2 separate regions of the Arachis hypogaea genome follow, and region 2 is linked to region 1. Evidence: chromatin contacts called from public Hi-C data. All regions are on one chromosome and are shown on one strand. The core of a region is the stretch at or near the end of the contact, and the rest is flanking DNA. Distances in the headings are between cores, read along the strand shown.

Evidence for each region. Hi-C and Micro-C count contacts between places; a contact is called where the count stands out from the background.
Region 2: a Hi-C map of leaf shows a contact between it and region 1, with 3 times the contacts expected there. The contact joins the promoter of LOC112732336 here to the promoter of LOC140177642 in region 1.

What each region holds. Positions count from the first base shown.
Region 1 is chr13:86,977,496-86,981,518 of arahy.Tifrunner.gnm2.J5K5, reverse strand. LOC140177642 (serine/threonine-protein phosphatase 7 long form homolog) reads right to left here and starts at 2,018. Exons shown (of 5, transcript XM_072210785.1): 1 at 1,947-2,018; 2 at 1,117-1,589; 3 at 847-1,062; 4 at 674-745; 5 at 112-541. The coding sequence starts at 2,018. The coding sequence ends at 112. LOC112732335 reads left to right here and starts at 2,676. Exons shown (of 9, transcript XM_025781026.2): 1 at 2,676-3,271; 2 at 3,945-4,023. The coding sequence starts at 2,744.
Region 2 is chr13:87,287,329-87,291,351 of arahy.Tifrunner.gnm2.J5K5, reverse strand. It overlaps LOC112732336 (protein REDUCED CHLOROPLAST COVERAGE 2), which reads right to left and starts at 2,203. Exons shown (of 23, transcript XM_025781028.3): 1 at 1,291-2,203; 2 at 199-260. The coding sequence starts at 1,360.

The DNA of each region.
Region 1 (4,023 bases), core at 769-3,268:
AGCCCGCTCCAGCCAATTCCACTCACGCTGGCTCTGTCGTGTCCCGACACGAGCTCTCCTCTCAACCCGACGCCTATCAGGGACGTCGTCGACTCGATCCATGTCAGGAACTCAACCAGGACCCCTCTGTGACGCCTCGACAGGAATAGGAATGCCCCTCAGATCCCCCAGATGAATATCGGGTGACAAGAACCTCTTCCCATGCTGGCTCCACCAGTCTAGATAGGCGTGCGAAGGTCCAGGATCGGCAACAACATCGAACCGGAGGACGTGGTCCGCACGGGTCTCCCAATGAATATGCCAATCCGGTAAGGTGGACGGGAACCAACGATCGCCGCCTCTCCCGTCCTTCGACATCAGAAAGTCGATGTTCAGGGCGGGACGCAGGAGAGGCTGCACACCACCGAACTGCGGTAGCACCCTGTCTACCTGATGCCACTCTACGACGGCAAAGTATATCAGCGACGTGACAGAACGCCACACTGCCATGTGTCGGGGCTCCAACACCTCCGGATGCACAACCTGAAGTACCTCGGGGGAGCTATAAGGCATCCAGATAAACTGCACAAATAAATACCGATGTTGTCACGCCAACTGGCTAAACAGAAACATTCGATGTCTACTTATTTAAATTAAAGTAACAGGAAGAACACTCACATCCCTGGCATGTAACCTGTCTATCTCCAGTCTCGTGCTCTGCAGTCGAGGACCCTTCTGGCTGTAGGAAGGGCTGTAACCTGACCACCTGCAGGGCACATGGGTGTTACATTTATTCAGAATTATGACAGATTTGTAATACTCACAGCAGCTATCCCAACTTGAAATAGAAAAGCCTGACTAGCGTACCTCGATGCCAAAGGCCAGCTGGACGTATCATACCCAGCAGGCCTAAACCTGGGAAAGCGCCAGAATATCCAGGACTGAAGTAGCTGAAGTGGGCCGGCTAGCTTGACCACATGTCTGTTTGCCACTCGGCACATGCAATGGTACAACCACGCCAATGCTGCAGACCCCCAACTGTAGGAACCCATCTCCTCAATCCTAGCTACGTACGGAAGCCATCTGATGTGAATGCGGTTGCCGGACTTGTCGGCAAACAGCTGAGTGCCCAACAACATCATGATATAGGCACGAGCGAAGCGCCGCACAGTGTCCTCATCGGCTCCCTCGGGGCAGTGTCCGAAAGTCTCCTGGAACCAGGTGCAGTTTACTGCGAACTTCTGAACCTGGCTCGGATGAGGTACCACTCCAAGCAACTCCTCGAACCACACCCAAGCTGGACGTCCACCCTCGATATACAGATGGAAGTCTGTAAGGCAACCGCTGACATAACGCCCGTCCACTGCCAACCCCAACTGGTATGCCACGTCCTGAAGCGTGATCGTGCACTCTCCGAAGGGCATGTGGAAGGTATGCGTCTCAGGACGCCACCTCTCGACGAAGGCGCTGACAAGGGGCTCGTCTAACCGGAACCATCTATCGTTCAGTCTAGCCATATGGTATAACCCGGCCATCTGCAGGTACGGAACATAACGCTCGTCGAGTGGCATGCCTTGTTGCCGCCGCATGCTCCTGATGCATCGTTGTGGCTGCGCATTAAATGGACCACATTATTAAACCACATACAATAAACCACTTACTCTAAACCACCAATTAAACCGCATGCAAAACCACTAAATTAAATCATTTGCAATACCACTACAACAAACCACTAACAAAACCACCTAACATAAACCACTTACATAAACTATTCACAGAAGCGCATATAAAACCACTTACAAAAACCCACTTACCAAAAACCGCCCCCTAAACCGCATGCAATAACCTCTAAGCTAAACCATTTGTAATGCCACCCTGATAAACCACTCACATATAGAACCGCTAAAACCACATGCAAAATCACTAACTCAAATAAACCGTGTGCAGAAACTTTTCTATGTACTAACCTCGTCGTTGATGACCCCGGCTATATGAGCAACCGCATCCAACCGGTACAGTCTTGCAGGATCGTCCCCCATCAGCTGAGTCTTCGGTTCTACTATTTCTCGGATCGAATCTGGGTCGTTTTCTCTGGGATTTGGTGGGGTATGGAAAAGGATAACTGATTCGAATCTGCTTGATTCGAACTCGTTATATAGCACAATCACTCATAATTCGAACCAATTAGGTTCGAATTATATGATGCACGTAATAGAACGTAGTTCGAACCAATTAGGTTCGATTTATAAACTTGAAGTTCGAACCTATTAGGTTCGAATTATGTGTAAATAGGGTTCGAACCAATTAGGTTCGAATTGTATATAAATAGGGTTCGAACCAATTAGGTTCGAATTGTATATAAATAGGGCTTGGCTGATTCGTGGATCTCTTTTTGGTTTGGCTTATTCATGTAACAAGTTTCCCCCATTGGTTTATCTATGTTTTTTACCCCTGAATTTATTTTGACCCTAAATTAATCCAAAATAAATCAATTAATTTTATAAATTTTATATAATAAATTAATAAAATTTTACTTAATAAATATTAATATATTATATCATATTTATATTAAAATAGATTATTTTAAAATAAAAATAATATTATATAATATAAAAGTATTAATTAAAATATAAAAATATTATATTTTATTATAATTTTATCCTAAAATATATATTTTATTTAAAAAAGACAAAGCTATCCAAACTCAACTCGAAACATAACACAATAAAAAATCAAAAATAGACGGGCACAAATCCGACAAAACATGACCCGGATCCAGGTTGGGGCGGGCAACGTAAAACATATGACCCGAATTAGTGGGTGGGTATCCATGAATCCATCACTCCAAAGTCCAAACAATTATGACGGGTTAAATGCGGCTTTATATTGTACCCAAACCAAACCGGTTATTAACCTGGCCTGCTGGGGCAAGGCACCACTCGTGGCCGTGGGTTGTTCGGGTCATGTTTTCAGTTTTCAAGTCCCAGCTTGGAATTTATCTGTTGAAGCTGCGCATGTATCCACCGCATCCATATCCGTTGAATGTGCGTTCCCTCCGGCAACTGCAACGCAAGCAATGGCAAGAGCGGCTTGCAGTCACCTTCACCTTGTTCCCACTCTATTTCATCCACTCAAGTCAAACTTCTTGCGAAATCAAACTCTTCTCCGAACCGCTCACTTCTACGGGACTCAACGAAGGTTCTCGTCTTTTTCATCAAGGATAAGTATGAGCCTTAGAGCCGGCATCGTTGGCCTCCCCAACGTTGGCAAGTCCACTCTATTCAATGCTGTTGTAAGCCTCTATGTGCCACATTCTCATTATGCGTCTTTTCTATAATGCGAATACCTAGTTGATTTTTGTTCTATTGGGCTGCATTTTGATAACGTCTGTGAGCCAGATAGACAGTGAGAGATACAGACGGATATTTTTCTGTTGAAGTAAAGAACATATATGAATTTTCTTTAGTGTTCATTTCTAGGAATTGAATGACGGTTTTTGATTAATAATAGTTAACTCTGTGATGGGCTTTCCTAATGATATGAACTGTCCTAGCTTTATTTGATTTACAAACATATGGGCTGATGATTGGCTACGATTGGTGTCAAATAGAATGATTCCATTAGAGATCCCTCCAACAGCCCTCTGCTAGTGCTGCTCTCCTTTTGGCGGATGTCTTGTGAAATGTTTATTTGTGTTACCTTGTTTCTGTTTCTTTTCTTTGTTTCTATTTTATTGAAAAAGAAGGACTTTTGGAATAACTTCATCATTACTATGCCTTTTATAGATGAAATGGTTGGTAAATATCGTTGGATCTTTCTCTTTTATTTTCTCTAATTTATGGTTAATGTTAGGTTGATTGTGGTGGTGATGTTTTGCATGCATATAGCTCTACTTCCTAGTGCTGCAATAATGTCAGTTTATATCGATTTTAAATTTTTATATACAATCCTTCTTGTATGTCTAGGTTGAAAATGGAAAGGCTCAAGCTGCTAATTTTCCTTTTTGTACAATAGAGCCAAATGTAGGGATTGTTGCAGTTCCAG
Region 2 (4,023 bases), core at 954-3,453, 310 kb before region 1:
TTTAAGGGTTTGCCGCTGGCCAATGGGTTGCTGCATGCACAAGGCGGGATTCGAACCCCCGACACTTGCTTAAGCGGACTAGTGAGAGATAAATTAATATTTAATTTGAGTGTTAATAAACGAATATGAACGAAATTCAAGTATCGTAATTTGTGAAAGAAGACAAAGAAACTGGAAATGCCGATCCGTAGTCCATACCTTAAGTGTAACTTGCGAGTCGTCCGGTGTCTCCACAGAAATCTCAACGACCGTTGGCAAAACTGCAAATGGATATAATGTGATTCTGATTAAAATTCTCATAGGATAAGGTGGAGAATTCTCAGAGCCAATGAAATTTGAGATAAGTAACACCGCTTTAATGTTTGGTTACCACATACAAAGGATGATAAAATCTCTTTATGTTATATAAAGTTGATAACAATTATTATAGAATGAGTATAAAGATTTTTCTTAATTAGTTGTTTTATATCAGCAATTTTTAATAAATGTCAATAATCAATTTAAAGAGAAAAAAAAATATTCTCATGTTCTTGTTGGACCTGTTTCAAATTTTTAATATACAAGTTTTTGTGTCTCTGTATGTGATATATTTTTTTTAACAAAAAAATAAGGACATTCGAATCTGCGATTTCTTGTGATATTGCACCTTTTTCACATTATTAATTAATTCAATTATATCTTTAATTTTTGCTATATATTTTACATTAGTTACAATAAATTGAGGTTATTAATATAATAAAATATTCTTTACATAAAAATAATTATTATAATTAAATAATAGATTTTATAAATAGAAAAAAACTACATACTTATGGCAAATATCAATTTAATATTTCTTGATTAATCTCTGAATAAGATAATATTTTTAAAATATTAGACATTGATTATTATATAATTTATTTGATTTGTTTAGTTTTCTCCGGCCGTTAGTCTAGCAAGAGGAAACATGAAAGAACATGAACATCACATACTCCTAAAACTGGTAAAAAAAAACTTTTCAATAACAATGCAAGAACCAAAAGAGCACAATAATATTGAAGTTGAGTCACGTTAGCAAGTTCATAACCGAGAATTTGAAGCACTGAATAGAATAGAATGAATAATTAAAAGAAGGAGATGAGAGACATATTGCGTCTATCTTTCTATTTTTACGGCCAAAGGAATTATTGCTACTTCTTGTATATATGTTTCATAAACAGAAGGCATTGTATTCAAAGACAACACATAAACAGAAAGGGAAAATGAAACAGGCATCGAATGCAGGATGGACTATTATTATGTGAACCGTACCTTTCTCTTCTTTTTTCTTCTTCTCTCCCTTAGCTTTGTGAGGTTTGGTTTTCCCAGTTTTGGGAGCCATTATTGTACTTCAAAATAAACTAAACCGGCAGTTCAATTATAAAGCTTCCTCTCCGACGGAAATAACTATGACACAATGGTTGAATTCATCGAATAATTAAATGAAATCCTTCTGCACGTGAACTGGGAAGAATCTATTCTCCGTCCTTAAACTATGTCAAGTTTCTTTGTGAACAAACAGATAGAACAGCAACTATCTAACCAACCAGTGCCTCAAAAATCAACACATTTCATCAGTTGATATGTGGCTCAACAAGCCAAAAAAGAATATATATTAATCATAATATACACGATATTTAATAGGAGTTTGAATCTCAAGAAACCTGCTTGTAATTAACTTCAAACACGGAAGCTAAGCAAAAAAATAGATGTTATCTTGTTTGTGGAAATAAAAAATATATTGAACGGAATAAATGGAGCCGAAGAAGTGCGGGAAGCTAATAAGAGCTTTAATTTTGAGTACTGAACAGAAATGGGTGTGGAAGAATCTTGAGCTTAATTAAGGATCAAGTGAAAGTGTAGGTGGGGGTACTCAGCGCAAAAAAGGGTACGTAAAATAGAGATTAGTTCATGAGAAGATATTGAGAGAGAGAGAAATAAAACATGAAAACAAAAGAGAAAAGAGAGTGTGGATAGGATAAGGTAAGCCAAGGGGAAAACTAAAGCCAGGGTAGCCTCTTCTTCTTGTACACATACACGCACGGAGAGAATTTAAGGCTATAGCGATTTCAGGCCTCTCATTTTTATTTATTTTTTTCTTTTCTATTTTTTCTATGTCTCTTCTACTATGACACCTCATCTTCTGTCTCTCTTTCTCAATCTTTGGTTGTGCTATATAAACCTTAATTATTGGATCAGGCATAAACAACTTATTAGAGGCTTTCTTGTCGTCTTCACCCTCTTTGGATTGGGCCGACCGGCCGTGACATACACAAAAATCAGAAATTAGCTTTTATTTATTTTTTTCATTGTAGTTGTACTAAGACTTTTCGTTATTCCTTTATGCAGCTGACACAGTTTTGCAACACTTCTCACTAGGCTGCAATTGAGTCAAGTCAACTCATAAATCAGTTCGAGTTCGACTTATTAATAGTTCGATAAACTAAATTCGCGAGCTAGCGAACTGAGTTTGAGTTTGAAATTGAGCTCATATATTAAATGAGGCGAGCTTAAACTTTGATCAGCTCAAACCCATTAACTCGTGAGCTGGCTCGATTATATATATATATATATATATATATATTAAAATTTTATAGTCATTTTTTATATATAATTTTGATGTAGGACATGAGTAAAAAATTTATAATTGATAGATAGTCAATATATAAAATTGATCTTTTAAAATATTTTTAATATATATAAATTATGATTTATTGATATAAAATTATATATTATATATTATATATTCTCTTATTTAAGCCAGTTCGTGAGTTTGAGCAAATTCGTGAGCTTTCTGTGAGTCGAGTTTGAGCTTGGTCTAACTCGACTCACTTCCAGCCCTACTTCTCACAAGAATTATTAATACGTATGCCACATATAATTATGAGAATAAGATATAAAAATATATAAAGAATAGAAACATAAAAAAAATATTTTTGTATTTTACTTGATGATAAATTGAAGATAAGATAGAATAAATAATAAAAAATATAATTTATTTTTTTCTTTCACACAAAATTTAGAAATTAAAATTGAATAGTAAAAATTAGGGTTAAGTACTTTTTTCGTCCCAAAGGTCTGGGATGAAAATCAAATTCGTCCCTGACCTTTTTTTGTTATTAAAATCTTCCTCAACGTTTATGAACACTTTAAAATCATCCTCCCCCTCCATTAACGAATTTTTTCTGACACTTTTACTCTTTAGGTTATTACCGATAGTTGATACCTTTAATTGATTAAAAAAATTAAGTTATTTTTATATAATTGGTTGGAGAGATAGAGATTAAATAAAAAATCTCACCACCAACTAAAATAATAGAACGTCTGTTAGGGTTCCAGAGGTTGCAGTGCAGCCATGACTTCGGAGAGCTCAAGGTCGTCTCGAAGTCGCTTGCCTGCGCAGAAGAGAGAGCTTCTTTGTGGGCATGGTGAGACCTGTGTTGTAAATTTCGAGAACGAAAAACAACCCTAGTCGACGATTTTGGGGCTGCGTCTACTATGAGGTGCGTTTTTTTTTATTTTTGTTCTTAATTGATGATAATGTTTTGTTTTTGGGGACTGAACTATGGTGAAATTTTGTAGATTAAAAAAGAGTGTCAGTTGTTTTGTTGGGCAGACCCATAAGCTGAAACTGAAGATTTGCAAGTTGCAAGGTTGAAAATTGTAGGCCTAAAAGCAAAAGTGAAGGACTTTGAATAGAAGTTGAAGGTTGTTGCATTGCAATCTTGGGCATGGTTGGTTGAGTTGGTTATTTTTTTTTTCTGGTTGCAGATTTCATTGAATTATAAGCAGGGGCTACCTTGTGTAATGCTTCTGAAAATAGCTTGATGAAATTAGGGGATAAAATAGGGCTCTTTTAGTTAGGATGTATTTAGGCTTTAATGAGATTGTGTTATTACTTGAGCTTTTTTGTTTGAATGAAATTGAGTTTTGTAGCTTGACATGTATTGTGTTAATGAAAATCTGCTTTTGTGGCCGAACAGAGTTTGTGTTAATGAGTTTGGT